4 separate regions of the Mus musculus genome follow, and all the other regions are linked to region 2. The links are chromatin contacts, called in public promoter capture Hi-C maps. All regions are on one chromosome and are shown on one strand. The core of a region is the stretch at or near the end of the contact, and the rest is flanking DNA. Distances in the headings are between cores, read along the strand shown. Region 1 holds the start of Mdm2 (transformed mouse 3T3 cell double minute 2). Region 2 holds the start of 4933412E12Rik (RIKEN cDNA 4933412E12 gene). Region 3 overlaps Ptprb (protein tyrosine phosphatase, receptor type, B). Region 4 holds the start of Cpm (carboxypeptidase M).

Evidence for each region. Promoter capture Hi-C pulls out the DNA fragments that hold promoters and counts their contacts.
Region 1: a contact with region 2 is called in a promoter capture Hi-C map of pre-B cells, with 2.1 times the contacts expected there. The contact joins the promoter of Mdm2 here to the promoter of 4933412E12Rik in region 2. A contact is called at or near these places in 5 of 39 promoter capture datasets (the 3T3-L1 cell line, hippocampal neurons, liver and 1 more) and 2 of 115 datasets of contacts at active chromatin or transcription factors (memory CD8 T cells and microglia).
Region 3: a promoter capture Hi-C map of embryonic stem cells shows a contact between it and region 2, with 2.5 times the contacts expected there. The contact joins the enhancer-like site here to the promoter of 4933412E12Rik in region 2. A contact is called at or near these places in 6 of 39 promoter capture datasets (the C10 cell line, cranial neural crest, embryonic stem cells and 3 more), 5 of 115 datasets of contacts at active chromatin or transcription factors (cardiomyocytes, embryonic forebrain, embryonic stem cells and 1 more) and 1 of 9 other capture datasets (embryonic stem cells).
Region 4: a contact with region 2 is called in a promoter capture Hi-C map of stem cell-derived epiblast-like cells, with 2.4 times the contacts expected there. The contact joins the promoter of Cpm here to the promoter of 4933412E12Rik in region 2. A contact is called at or near these places in 4 of 39 promoter capture datasets (the 3T3-L1 cell line, 3T3-L1-derived adipocytes, liver and 1 more) and 1 of 115 datasets of contacts at active chromatin or transcription factors (embryonic stem cells).

The regions. Positions count from the first base shown.
Region 1 is chr10:117,709,498-117,712,543 of GRCm38.p6, forward strand. It overlaps Mdm2 (transformed mouse 3T3 cell double minute 2), which reads right to left and starts at 1,261. Exons shown (of 12, transcript NM_010786.4): 1 at 1,055-1,261; 2 at 449-531; 3 at 203-287. The coding sequence starts at 283.
Region 2 is chr10:116,948,872-116,952,195 of GRCm38.p6, forward strand. It overlaps 4933412E12Rik (RIKEN cDNA 4933412E12 gene), which reads left to right and starts at 1,691. Exons shown (of 3, transcript NR_038026.1): 1 at 1,691-1,821. Rab3ip (RAB3A interacting protein) reads right to left here and starts at 1,582. Exons shown (of 11, transcript NM_001359645.1): 1 at 1,389-1,582.
Region 3 is chr10:116,381,090-116,384,353 of GRCm38.p6, forward strand. Ptprb (protein tyrosine phosphatase, receptor type, B) reads left to right here. Exons shown (of 32, transcript NM_029928.2): 32 at 2,764-3,264. The coding sequence ends at 2,786. Among named protein-coding and RNA genes, the nearest start is that of Kcnmb4os1, 35 kb to the right of the region's middle. Within about 2 kb of position 1,897, at least 15 of the 459 cell types and tissues checked have an H3K27ac peak or open chromatin away from gene starts, as enhancers often do. A contact at or near this core is called in embryonic stem cells, where this site is marked.
Region 4 is chr10:117,628,086-117,631,015 of GRCm38.p6, forward strand. It overlaps Cpm (carboxypeptidase M), which reads left to right and starts at 1,415. Exons shown (of 9, transcript NM_027468.1): 1 at 1,415-1,442; 2 at 1,636-1,798. The coding sequence starts at 1,639.

The sequences.
Region 1 (3,046 bases), core at 11-2,510, 760 kb after region 2:
CACTTCTAAAGCCTGCGTCAGGGGAAGGGCTGTGGAAATATAGGTCGCAGTGACCACTCTCTAATGCAATTGCAATCGAGAAAGTTAAGAGTTTGTAGGTAAATACTTAAAACGACTGTGCGATAATCCAGGTTTCAATTTTGTTTCCTCGATTACCTGGTAAAACAAGCTATATTTACACACTCGAGGCAGAAATACCAACCAGAGTCTCTTGTTCCGAAGCTGGAATCTGTGAGGTGCTTGCAGCACCCTCGGTAGACACAGACATGTTGGTATTGCACATTGGCCTACAAGTAGAAAAAAAACAACAACACACACGATAAAAACTTGAAATTATAAAACATCTACGAAAAGGGACAAATAGATACATGCATTTACGAAGGAGACAGAAAACGTCTTTCGGCAATAGCTCTCAAATGCAAAACGACGTCGGCGAGCTGTCCCTTACCTGGAGGCCCGCAGGAGAAGCGCGGTGATCCGAGAGGGTCCCCCAGGGGTGTCCGGTCGGTCTCCCGCTCGCCCAGCAGACGGCTGCGGAAACGGGGCAGCGTTTAAATAACCCCAGCTGGAGACATGTCAGGACTTAGCTCCTCCGACAGCCGACGCCGGACGTGTCCCAACTTGACCAGCCCCACAGGAAGAGCTGAGTCAACTCGGCCCAGCCCAGTCCCACCCGTCCCGGAAGCCGCATCCCGGCGAGTCCGGGACCAGGCACCTGTCACCTCCTGGACCCCAGCAACGAGCCCAGCGCGACCCCGGAGCGGGCCCCCCGCGCGCGGGGCCTGCTGGGAGACCCCCGCTCTTCCCTCCTCCCCCTCCCTCCGTCCCCTCCCGCGCATGCGCCGTGCTAACCGCGCCATCTCCCACCCCACCCCCCACTCCCACCCACACGCACACCCCCGGCCGCAGAATGACATCAGGGCCCAGCGCGGGCAAACGGTCGCCCAGCCTCGTGCCCCGCGACCCCACGAGCCGGCCCGGGTTACGAGTAGGCCCCGGAGGGCGCGGAAAAGAGGGAATGATCGGGACTCTCCGCCGCCCACGGAGCGGGTACCTGCTACTTCCCGCGCATCTTCCGACCCTTCACGGGGAGCGCGGAGGCCCCGCGGCCGGGGCCTGAGCGACCATGGTCGCTCCAGAGCTCGAGCGACGAGAAGGCGGCGGCTCCTCACCGGCCGCTCCTAGGCTACGCTGGCCCCGGAGGCCCCGTTAACAAAGCAGAGTTCTGTGACGAGCGCCCCCTACCGTCCGCGGAGAGAACGCCGGAAGCCACGGGCCATCCGGGCATCGGGGCGTGCGCGCGCGCACGCCCGACGCCGCCTCCTGGACCAATAGGAGGCGGGGGGCGGGGCTTAGCGGCCGCCCGGTGCCGGAGCGCGCAGGAGGTGGGGAGGGGCCGCGCGGTTGTGTTTACCGCTCGAAACCGCAATGGTCGCTAGGCAAGTTCCTATCCGACTGCTGCTGCTACCAAAAGAAAAGCAAGACTAACAGCTGGGTAGTATTTTTAAATCCATCCCGCCAGCAGCTGAAGTTGTATACAAATGAGTGATTTTTTTTTAAGACTTTAAAAATAGGCAAGGTGAGAGAGGGTGGAGTGGGACGGGGAGGAAATTGTGAGAAGGGGGTGTCCCAGAAGGGAACGGAGAGCGGGGTGGAAAGTGAATAAATAATAATGAATAAAAAATGAATAGCTCCATGGTCAAGAGTGCATACAGCTCCTTTTTAGGTTTTCAGTCACTCACGCCACACAAATTCTGTCATTGCAGGGTACTCAACACACTCTTCTGGTCTCCATGAGCAACCGCACCTGTGTGCACAGACATACACATAATTAAAGTTAAAATTAAAAAAAAAAATTCAAAGACTGTTAGGGTCCATGACACCTTGGGCTCATAGTATGTAAACGCAAAGAATGTTTTAATCTGCAGAAGTCAGCATTCTGGTGTCTCCTCTCCCCATTACTAAGATAGAGACACCCAAGTGAGTTTGCAGACCTGACATAAAGCATATTAGCGAATTCTGGGATAGGTGACCTCTATGTTAATCTATTGGGTCCATCTTTAGGGACATTCCATTCCCGGGGTGAGAGGGCTGGAAACTTTTGGCTGAGAAAGTCTGGAAACTGCTGCTGACCCATTGTCCTTGCCTCAGGCGGGGCAGCTTCTGAGGCCCGGACTTGCCCGGAATTGCCCAGTTCTTGGAAACAGAGATTTAGGCCTAGTCCCCTTAACTGCCAGTTTGAAACTTGTCATGAAATCAGCCTGGCCTTTTCAACACATACACTCCAGTGTTTACAAACTTTCTAATTGTTAGTCATCTTGAGGGCCCAAGATAGCATTATAAGGTATAGGAGTTTGGCCTGGACGCTGCTTTAGGCAGTGTGGACGCAGGTCAAAGAAAAGCATTGATAAGGCCAGATATAATGGTGTGCGTGTAATCCCAGGTACAGAGCAACAGCCGTCTGGGTCCACCTTTTAAGGTACATCTAAGAACGGAGGGTGTGTGGCACCGAGAAGGTCCTGCATTGTTCAGTCCTCGGTCCCCAAAGCAAAAGCCCCAGATCTTAAAGGACTTAAAACCAGGGGTGGTGGCACATTTGCACAGTCAAAGATAATCAGGAAGCTGAGGCAGGAGGATAGCTTGAGTTGAGCAATTTAAAGCTAATTTGAGTAACATTGATAACCTACCTAAAGGAGAAAGGTAATTTCGTTCTTTGGGGCTTGCCACTTCTTACTGACAGCCTTCATTTCCCCAACAGTTCGTGATTAAGGACTTTTCAGAAACCTTTCTCCCCTTAGGAATGGAGTGAATATTCATTTTAAATTTAATAACCTTCAGCCAGGCATGGTGGCATAGACCTTTGACCCCTGCAGTAGAGACGAAGAGACAAGTGAGTTCAAGATAGTGTGTCCACGAGTCCACACAGTGAGCTGCAGATCAGCCAGGGCTGCACACAGAGAACCTGTCTCACAGAACCCAAGCCTTGGGAGATGAAGTAGCCCAATTGGGCTTGTGTGCAGTTTCATGGGATTGGGGCATGAGCAGG
Region 2 (3,324 bases), core at 441-2,940:
TGAGGGGTGGGCAAGTCCCAGTAATTTTTCCATTAAAAAAATATATATATATATCTGTAGGGCATCCACGTATACTGCAGAGTAGAGGCATAAAGAAACTCTGAGGCAAAGAATATGTCTCAGAGTATAGAATTACACTGATTCAAAAGTACAGCTGCATTTAAACAGAGACATCAAAGCTCCACAAAGAAACTGAACATCAACCAGGCAGTGGAAGGTGAGAATCATTCGCTAGCACAAATGACTTGCTATGTAAGCAATGAGGCGTCTCATCAAGCACGCTCATTCACAAAAGAAGGCATTAATTCAAAACATCCTTGGGCCGGAAAGAGAAAAAAGTTGAAAGACGTCTGTTCTTATAGTTAAGAATGCATTGCTGAGTAAATCTGTGTAACTGTTAAGTTCAGTTAATATATTCCCCTAGGGCCTTGAGGAGTAGATTCGGAATGCAGTGTCTATTCAAACATGAAAAGTCCTCTGAAAACGCACAGTCCTGGTAAATAAATAACACATGCTAACTGAACAAGGCCCCATAAAACTGGTGAAATATTTAACAGTATCAAATATTTACAACGATGGGCTGCATACCTACTCTGCCTCCTTTTCCTCTCGATTCATTGTTTAGAAACAAAAACTTAAGAACAGTGTAATGAACAGAAACCGGGTCTTTCAAGAGATTTACAATAGAACGGTTTGTTTTAATCCTCTTATCGGCCTCTCCTCCAATTATGCAATCATTCCAGAGCCAAAAGATCACAGGGCTCTTTCCCTTGACACGGGGGACACTGAGAAGTGTCTAAACAGGTAGGCTGGGAACAGGCAACATTTCCTTGAAACTAAAGTGCCTCTGGGGCACCAGCTCTAACTCGGAGGAGAGTGCGCCAGCCAGCCATTACGGATCGATGTTTTAATCCCCAACAACTGGCAACTCTTCGCGTGCTGCAGCGTCCACCCGGCACCATCCTCTCCCCAGCCTCGCTATTCCGCGGGCGGCGGGGGGCGAGCGGCCCACGCAGGGGGAACCGCTGTTCTCCCACTCCCGGGGTCCCGATTCCCGAAGTCAGGCTGGGCCGAGCGCGGCGGGGGAGACCCCGGGAACCGGCGACCCCCGCACATCCCCGGCCAACCGCGCCGCCCGCGACTTAAGCAACTCCGCGACCGAGGCCGCGCGGGCCGCCAGGTGAGCGCCGGAGCCGCCGCCCTTCGGGTCCCCGGGGCTCCGCAGCGGGCGGGCGGACGGGCGGACGGGCGGGCGCGATCCGCGCCCTCCCCGCCGCCTCCTGCACCTGCCCGGCCGCGCTCCGGGCCGGCGGGACAAGGGCGCGAGGCGAGGCGCCGAGGGGGCGGTGCTCACACCGCCCGCCTCTCCCTCCCGCCGCCGCACTCACCTGCCGGATCCGCCGCGGCCGCCGCCCGCGCTCGGCAGCGCTCGCAGAGCCGCAGGGTGCGCGTGCCCAGCTCGGGAGACGCGGAGGACGGCGGCGGACAGACGCCGCTCCACTCCGCCGCGGCTGGCGCTCTCTGCGATGGGAGCCGAGGGAGGGAGAGCCGACTGCGCCTGCGCCGAGCGCCGGGCGGAGAAGCGGCCGCCCCTCCCCCTCCCCCGCCCCCGCCCCGGGAGAGAGGGCGGGACTAGAGGCGGGACCGGGAGGGAGTGGCGAGGGGGACTCGCGCGCTGCGGCGCCCCCTGGCGACAGGAGGGGCTCGGTGCAGGCTAATCCACGCGCGGAGTCCAGGGTCCCTCTACAGCGGTTTCCCTGGGAACCACTCTGGCTGGAAATCCTGTGGCTGCCTTTGGAGGATGTGAACTCTCCTGGGATGGTAAGAGGCTTTGGACTGTGTATTGAGGACAAGCAGAACCGACCTGAAATTCCGCGTCTGTGGATACCTGAAGCTGGAGTAGGAGGTTAGGGGCCCGGGGAGGGGGGGGGGGGGGGGATGGGATGGGCGGGGAGCTGGTAAACCCAGATCCTTCCACTTTCAGTTTCCAAAGACCGTCTCTCATCTTTTACAGGAACTATATCTATTGTTTTGTTTTGTTTTGTTTTGCTTATCAAACTTCCATCCCACATTCGGGCTTCCAAGTTGGAAAACAAAAAACAAAGTACAGACAGAATCAAGCCCTGAAAATCAAACTCAGGGATGGGGGGTGGGAGGGAGCAGTCATCCTCGGTATTTCCGCCAATGTTTGTGATACTCAGAGGCAGGGGCTGCCATTCTGTTGAGTACATCAAGGAGGTGGTAATAAAAAGGAAGCTATGTGTGTGGTCCCTGTGATCAGCCACCTACTGACCTCTGTGACCTTAGGCGAGTTCATCTGCAATATCGCCAATCTTCTCACTGATAATTGGAAATAAGAATGTCTACCTCATCAAGGTTTTGAGAGTTAAGTGGTTTAATATATGTAATTAGTGTACCTCACCACATTCTGTGACACAGTGAGTCATACAGAAACACACATGTGTACACACACACACACCTCTACAAAAAATTCCTACCATCCAAAGACTCAAACAAAAGGAGACAAGTTTACTATTAAGAGAAAACTTTATGGGCTCCCTGTTTTACACATTTTTTTTCTAAAGAGATGTTCACACACACACACTTTTTGTTTTGTCTTGGTTTTCGAGACAGGGTTGGCCTCGAACTCAGAAATCTGCTGCCTCTGCCTCCCAAGTGCTGAGATTAAAGGCATGCACCACCACTGTCCGGCTCACACACACATCTTTTATCATATGGAATTGGTAATTACTTAACCCATGCTCCAGTTTCTTTGTAAACCATTCCCTGATGCTCGCCTGCCTCCCAACCCTAACTCCTTACCTGTGATCCCAGAACACTGTATTTCAGTGGTTCTCAACCTTCCTAACACTGTGACCCTCTAATACAGTTCCTCATAGTGTATACTAACCCCCAACCATAAAATTATTTCCGTTGCTACTTCATAACTGTAATTTGGCTACTGTTATGAACCTTAACATAAATATCTGTGTTTTCTGATGTCTTAGGTGACCCCCTGTGAAAGGGTCATTTGATCCCAGAGGGGTTGCGACCCACAGGTTGAGAACTGCTGCTTTAACTCTTGCAGTGCATATTCCCCATGAATCATAAGTAGACTTTCCTCTCTTTTCTCTTTAGTCTGTGTCTTGAGAACAGGCACTCTGCTTGACAGAGAACTCTGTAAAGGTAGGAAGAGGAGATGGTTGACACACAGGGAGAATGCTCTATTTGGTATATGAACATTTGGAGGATTGGCTCTTCAGTTTATTCAATGTAAGACCCAAAACATCACGGGTCTACAGAAGACAGTAATGCTAATGTGTG
Region 3 (3,264 bases), core at 647-3,146, 570 kb before region 2:
CCCAAATAGCAGCAGAGAGGAGAGGCAGGGTGGGGAGGGGTCCCATAGTTGAACAGTCATCAATACTTTTTGCAGTGCTGGCATGGTAGCCAATGGCTCCCACGAGGAAGGCAGATGCTCTGATGATGAGCCACACCCACAGTAGCCCATCTCCACTGTCTGCCTGCCTAGCCCAGCATATTCTCTGCAAAAGGCTTTCCCTAATATTGCTTTTCTAAGAGATAGCACTGACCACCGGGGGAGACTACACTAAAACCATAATTGAGAGTTCAAATCGCAAAACTGATAGTGAGAAGAATTTGGCAGTCAGGGTTTCAGTGGCTTTAATGCATTCATGTCTGCGACCGAGTAGTCTTCCTATTATCTTAAGTACACAAAATATACTTTGTGCATAAAGCCTTTTCAGTTGCAAGTTGGAATAAAATTCAGTACTGCCATAGAGGACTATACAGTCAGTTTGGCATTGTCACAGCAAAATCCTTGAGGTGGCTGGCATCATAAAGCAGAAAACTCGTTTAGCTTACCCTGTTGAGGTTCAAGAGCAGGGAGCTTGTGTTGGCTCAGTCCCGGTGACTTCACAGAGAATGGTGGATAGGAATCCCAGGAGTGCCTGACAGGGCAAGGTCACATCTCCAACCAGAAGAAGAGATAACAGAGAGAGGCAAGACTGCATTACCCTAGAGAGCTTCCTCTGAGGACTCTTTGCCCTCCAAAGGGTTCACTACGGCATTGTCTAACCCTGTCACCTGGCAGACCAAGCATTCGACTATAATGGACCCTTGAAACAGAAGTTATATTCAAGTCATAGCAGGGACTAGCTATGCCAGAGCACACTCACTGATACTAATACAGTGTAGCCATTAAGAATGGACTCTTTTGCCGTTTGAGGTAAAGGCTATACTGCCTAGGTTGGCCTTGGCTAGAGCATCCCTTCCTTCCACCTCAGCCTTGCCGTTAGCAAGACTAGAGATGCGTGCCACCCTACCTGGCTCCAGAGTATTTTTGAGGATGGCATCGTAAGTATGGATCCCCTGATAAAGAAGCTTATCTTGGTTGTTGTCACAAAACACTTGAGACTAAGATCATTATAAAGACAAGGAGTTTGGGGTAGTGGTGTAGCTCAATGGTAGAGCTCACACCACAAAAGGGAAAGAAAAAAGGAATGGAGTCCCTGGGTGGGCTGACTTCACTCATTTGGCCTCTGATGGGTCCCAGCAGCCAGTTAGATCAGATGAGATCATGTGGAGAGAGAGAGAAAGCAATAGCTGAGTGGATCACGCTTGTTCTCTCATAACAACCTATCCTGTGGGAGCTAGTTCATGTCTGTGAAGCCTAACCCACTCCGAGAGTCCAACTCTAACCTCTCAGCAGTCACCTGTCACCTCCCGCTTGGCCCACTCCTCCAAGGCCCCACCACATTACAGCAGAGACCAAATATCGACAAGTGACAAACCGTAACTTAACCAAGGCAGGGCAAGTTAAGAAATGCAGAATGTAAAAACAGACAGAAGCATTATGTATAGAGGGGAAAAAAATAAAGGGGAGGAGGTCTGCCAGTCAAATTGATCTCTCTGACCCTGTGATGTTTTTTCGACCGTTTTATAAATCTTCTAGAACAAGTATGTAACATTTTTCAGATTTTTTTTTTTTTACAATTCAGAAGTTTAAAAAAAAAATGTACAAACTTCTTAAGGTGTGCTTGCTTTTGTCAAGCAATAATTAACTGGCAAGAAGAAGATCCCTGCCTCTGGCGCACCACTGAGGCCAAAAGTACCACCCAGGCTGGGAAGGGCTATCATAGGCCTCAGATCCTTGCTCAGGCCCTGTGTGTTCTGCTCACACTCTAACAGACACAGCTCAGACCTGCCTTCTCAGTTCTTACAAGAGTTTAGTTCCTGCCCACCCAGCCAGCTTGTTATTGTTCAGTGAGCTGTAAAGAACCCAAGGAGAGCCAGTTGAGAGGAGTGCTCTGCAAATCAGATAATCTTTTGTGTTGTAAATAATTACCCCCTAATTTATCTGGGAAGTAAATTAAGGTTTTTGCTTGTCAGCCTCTTTTAAGAAACTCCCGGATGGTGGAGGACGGTGGGGTCGATCTTAAAAGCGTTCTTTGTCTTGCGTTAACTTGTTTGAGAATCTTTGAAAAACTAAGCTTGGGTGTGCCTAGAAGAAGTTAACTGTGGGCTTGAAGTATAACTACTATCCTAAAGGCTAGGAGTCAGAACGTAGCTCTGAGGCTGCCAGGAGTTCATATTCTACGTCTCCTCAGGCAGAGTACTCTGTGTCCTGGCCTTGGCCTGCCTCTGGAACTCAGAGGCAAGGCATGGGCAACAGGAGTCCCTTCCAAGTCCAGGACTCTGCCTTTCTAAAGAGGATGGGCTAGCTCCATAGTGATGCTCTATCCTAAAGAGCTTAGTGATGCCCTAAATCACTTGGGTGATATCCACCAGTGTCTTCCATGTATACATCTCAGAAGTAGGACAATGGAGGCAGTCTCTCTACAGCAGCCGCTCTCAGCCTTCCCGATGCTCTGACCCTTTAATATGCAGCTCTTCACGTCGCGGTGACCCCAACCATAACATTTCCACTGCCACTGCATAACTGTGCTTTACCTATTGTTTTGAATCACAATGTAAGTATCTGATACGCGGGATATCTGATATGCAACCCTTTGTAAAAAGGGTCGTTCGACTCCCAAAGGGAATGTGACCCACGGGTTGAGAACTGCTCTACAGTTTCTAACCATACCATCTTTGCTTCCAGATGCAATCTACTCGAGACATTAAGAATTCACCTGAAGATCCCCTGGATAAAAGCGTTTCACTGTGTGACTTTAAAAAAAAACAAAAACAAAAAAACAAAAACAAAACCTTGCTTCATGCCCTGTGGGGGTGCCAGCCATTTCTGTTGATACTATGTATAATTTATTAATCTGGAGAATGTTAAAGAATTTATGTAATTTAAAGGTAACAGATATTATTGTACATACTTGTATTTTGTAGTTTCTCCTGTAAATATGTATTTTTCATAATGTTTAAAATTAAGCTTTATATATTTTCACACTAAAGTGTTCATGGCTTGTTGTACATAGACCCATACAGCCTGTATGACAGGGCCACGGGTGAAAAGTGTGTAGAGGAAGTCGCAAGGACAGTCCCCGGGGGTGTTTCTTACCTGTCCTTATAGTCACTGGGTAAGCGAACGTCAGAGCTGAAGAGAGCATACCATGAGGCTAGCTATGTTGAGCTGCTTTCTTATGAATGG
Region 4 (2,930 bases), core at 165-2,664, 680 kb after region 2:
AAGATCCCTCAGACCTCATAACCTTACACCATCTGTATTTGTAAGAGAGGGCAGGCAGTCCTTCACCCCAGGTTCTCCACTGTGTCCCTCCCCACTTAAACCTCTAAAACAGTGGCTCTCAACCTTCCTAATGCTGCAACCCTTTAATACATTTCCCTATTTTGTGCTGACCCCCCGCCTAACCATAAAACCATTTCGTTGTGACTTCATTGTAATTTTGTTACTCTTATGAAACGCAAAGTAAATATCTGTTATTCAGGAAATCCCTGTGAAAGTCCCTATGTCCTCAGGGGGTCTCCACCCACAGGCTGAGAACCTCTGCTTTAAAACATTAATTCTTTTATTAGTCGTATGTAAGGGGCGGGCGGGGGGGGGGGCGCGGTGCAGCAAGGATCACGTTGTGCCTGTTGCCGTCAGAGAACAACTCAGTGGAGTCGGTCTCTCCTTCTACCTTTAGATGGCTTCTGAGACTGCAATTCCGGGAGCCAGATTCGCAGCCCAAGAATCTTAATCCTCTCAGTGATCTCTCCTACCCTCAAGGACCCTTTTAAGAAAAACCCTCTCCTTCTGTACACTGGGAAGAAAATTCCATCCCCTCAATTTGGGATGGTCCCTGCCGTCACTATTTAAAAAGAATCTGTTCAAGATGTGTTATAACAAATCGGTAGTTTTCCGAGTTTGTTTGCCCCAGACCCTTGCAGGAGCCGGTGTTTCTTTAACAGTGTATGTAAATCCATGGGACAGAGAGACTGTGCGTGTGGTGCCCTTTAGAACATGATGGCCCCTTGTCACGAACCCACTTCTCACCAGTCACGATCTGTGTTCTCTTTAATGCAAACACAGGTCACCCCCTCCACCCAGAAAGCAGAATTTTAGGCAGAAGCACCGGAACTGGCCTGAGGACCACGGAGCAGCGACGACAGCAGCTCTGCTTTTGTCCTGCGAGTTGGTCACAAACTCAACTCTGATTCAGTCAAATGCTATCTACTAGACACTTTTGTTGGACATGGTCCTGTACCGCACACTCGGCACACGTAAGGCTCACACACATGTTCTCTCTTGAAAGCTCCCTGGCTTTCTCAGTTGCAGCACAGGGCTGAAAGCCTGGCCCAGCTTGGACTCCAGGTGGCCCGCCCACCGCCCACCGTGGGCACCATCTGCGCAGCGTTCCCGGGACCGCGGTGGCGGAGGGCAGGCCCCACGTCCAACACGGGCTCCGACAGGTCATGCCCCACCGCCCACCAGGCTCGCTCGCTGTCCTCAATACCCTGCAGGGCACGTTGTCCTGGGAGCTAGGGCGGAGATCCCGCCCCACGGGGCGGGAGCGGCGCGGAGCGGGCGTGTTGGTGGGCGTGTCGCCCGGGGCCCGCCCCTCTGTCCGGACTATAACTCCCCCGAGCGCCCAGCGCTCGCCGGCGGGCGGAGACGCGCGCCTGGTACTGGTGAGGTTTGCGGAAGGGTGCTGCTGCGGGGACTCGGGCGGGCTGCGGGGCTCCGGTGGGAACACCTTCACCTGGCTCCTCGGAGGAGGGAGCGTAGAGCTCAGGTGCCCCCGAGGGCGGAGAGGACTCGGGGCTGGCGATGCCCGCGCTTCTCCGTGGCGGACCCAGCTGCTCACTTCTCCTCCATCTCTAGGACATGGACCGCGCGCGCCTGTGGCTGGGGCTTCTGCTGCCCGTGGTGGCCGCCCTGGATTTCCGATATCACCACCAGGAAGGGATGGAGGCGTTCCTAAAGAGCGTGGCTCAGAACTACAGTTCGATCACGCACTTGCACAGCATCGGGAAATCTGTGAGAGGTAGGTGGCTTCCTGCGCACATCCCTAACCCTCAACCCGCGTTCAAAAGTAAGTTGAACGACAGCGTCTGGTCCCCTGTTGGTGAGGCTCTCCAAACGCGCTCCACGCAGGTAAAGCACACCTTGCCCAGTCAGGGGTTTCCTGCTTTTGTTTGTTGTTGTTTGTTGGTTGATTTTTTGTTTTTATTTTTGTTTTGTTTTTTCAATTTTGTTACATCAGGAGAGCGGTAAGAGGAACTGTATATATATATTGTCGTTTCTCTACAGAGAGTCATTGTCGCTTAGTCCTCTGTTTTATTGCCGTTGGGGATCGGGAAGTAATTATCTGAGAGGTGTATCTTCGTTCCTTTTCAGGGTAAACATCTTCCTCAGTTTCCCTTTTTGTTGGCTTCCTTGCATACTGATTGTGACTGTTAACTACGGATTCCTCAGGTCATTTTAAAACTAGACAGTGCCATACTTTTGTCGAGTTCTACACATATGTGATTAACCCGATAGCTTAAAGTTATGAGAAAATGTAGGTCTATGTCTAAAGGCTGTTTTTGAAGGATACACCTGCTTGGTAGTAAGTCACAACGAATGATCTCCTTAGCATTTGCAAATGTATCACTTAGTCTGCTTTACTTTTGAAACTATATATTCTTAGTGGAGAGAGTAGATGGGGATCCAAGAAGTTAAGAATTTTGGTCGAGTTACCTAGATGGCGATTCTATCCATCCATCCATCTAGCTAGCTAGCTCCTGGAGATAAAACTCAAGACCTCATTTGTGTTCCGCATTGTATCGTTAACCTAACCTGCTAGCCATAGAGGGTGAAGTTTTAGCCAGGACCTGCACCTGATCATTTTGGGTGGGGCAAATAAATTTAGCAGCTAGCATCATCTCCTAATCTTTTGTTACTACGCTGATTCTCACAAAAGTGGTTACCAGAAAACTTAATGCCTGGAATGAAAGAGCCCTGAAGTTCATGCAGTTTGGCTCAGCTGTGGAAGTTGTGTTCAAAAGTTCTGACCTGCAGTTTAGCACTGATCTCTTGACTCGACTGGAAGTCTCATAACCACATTACTAAGCAACCAGTCACTTCTCATAACTGTTAATGTCATGGTTCAGTTCTTGTATTACAGAGAAATATTA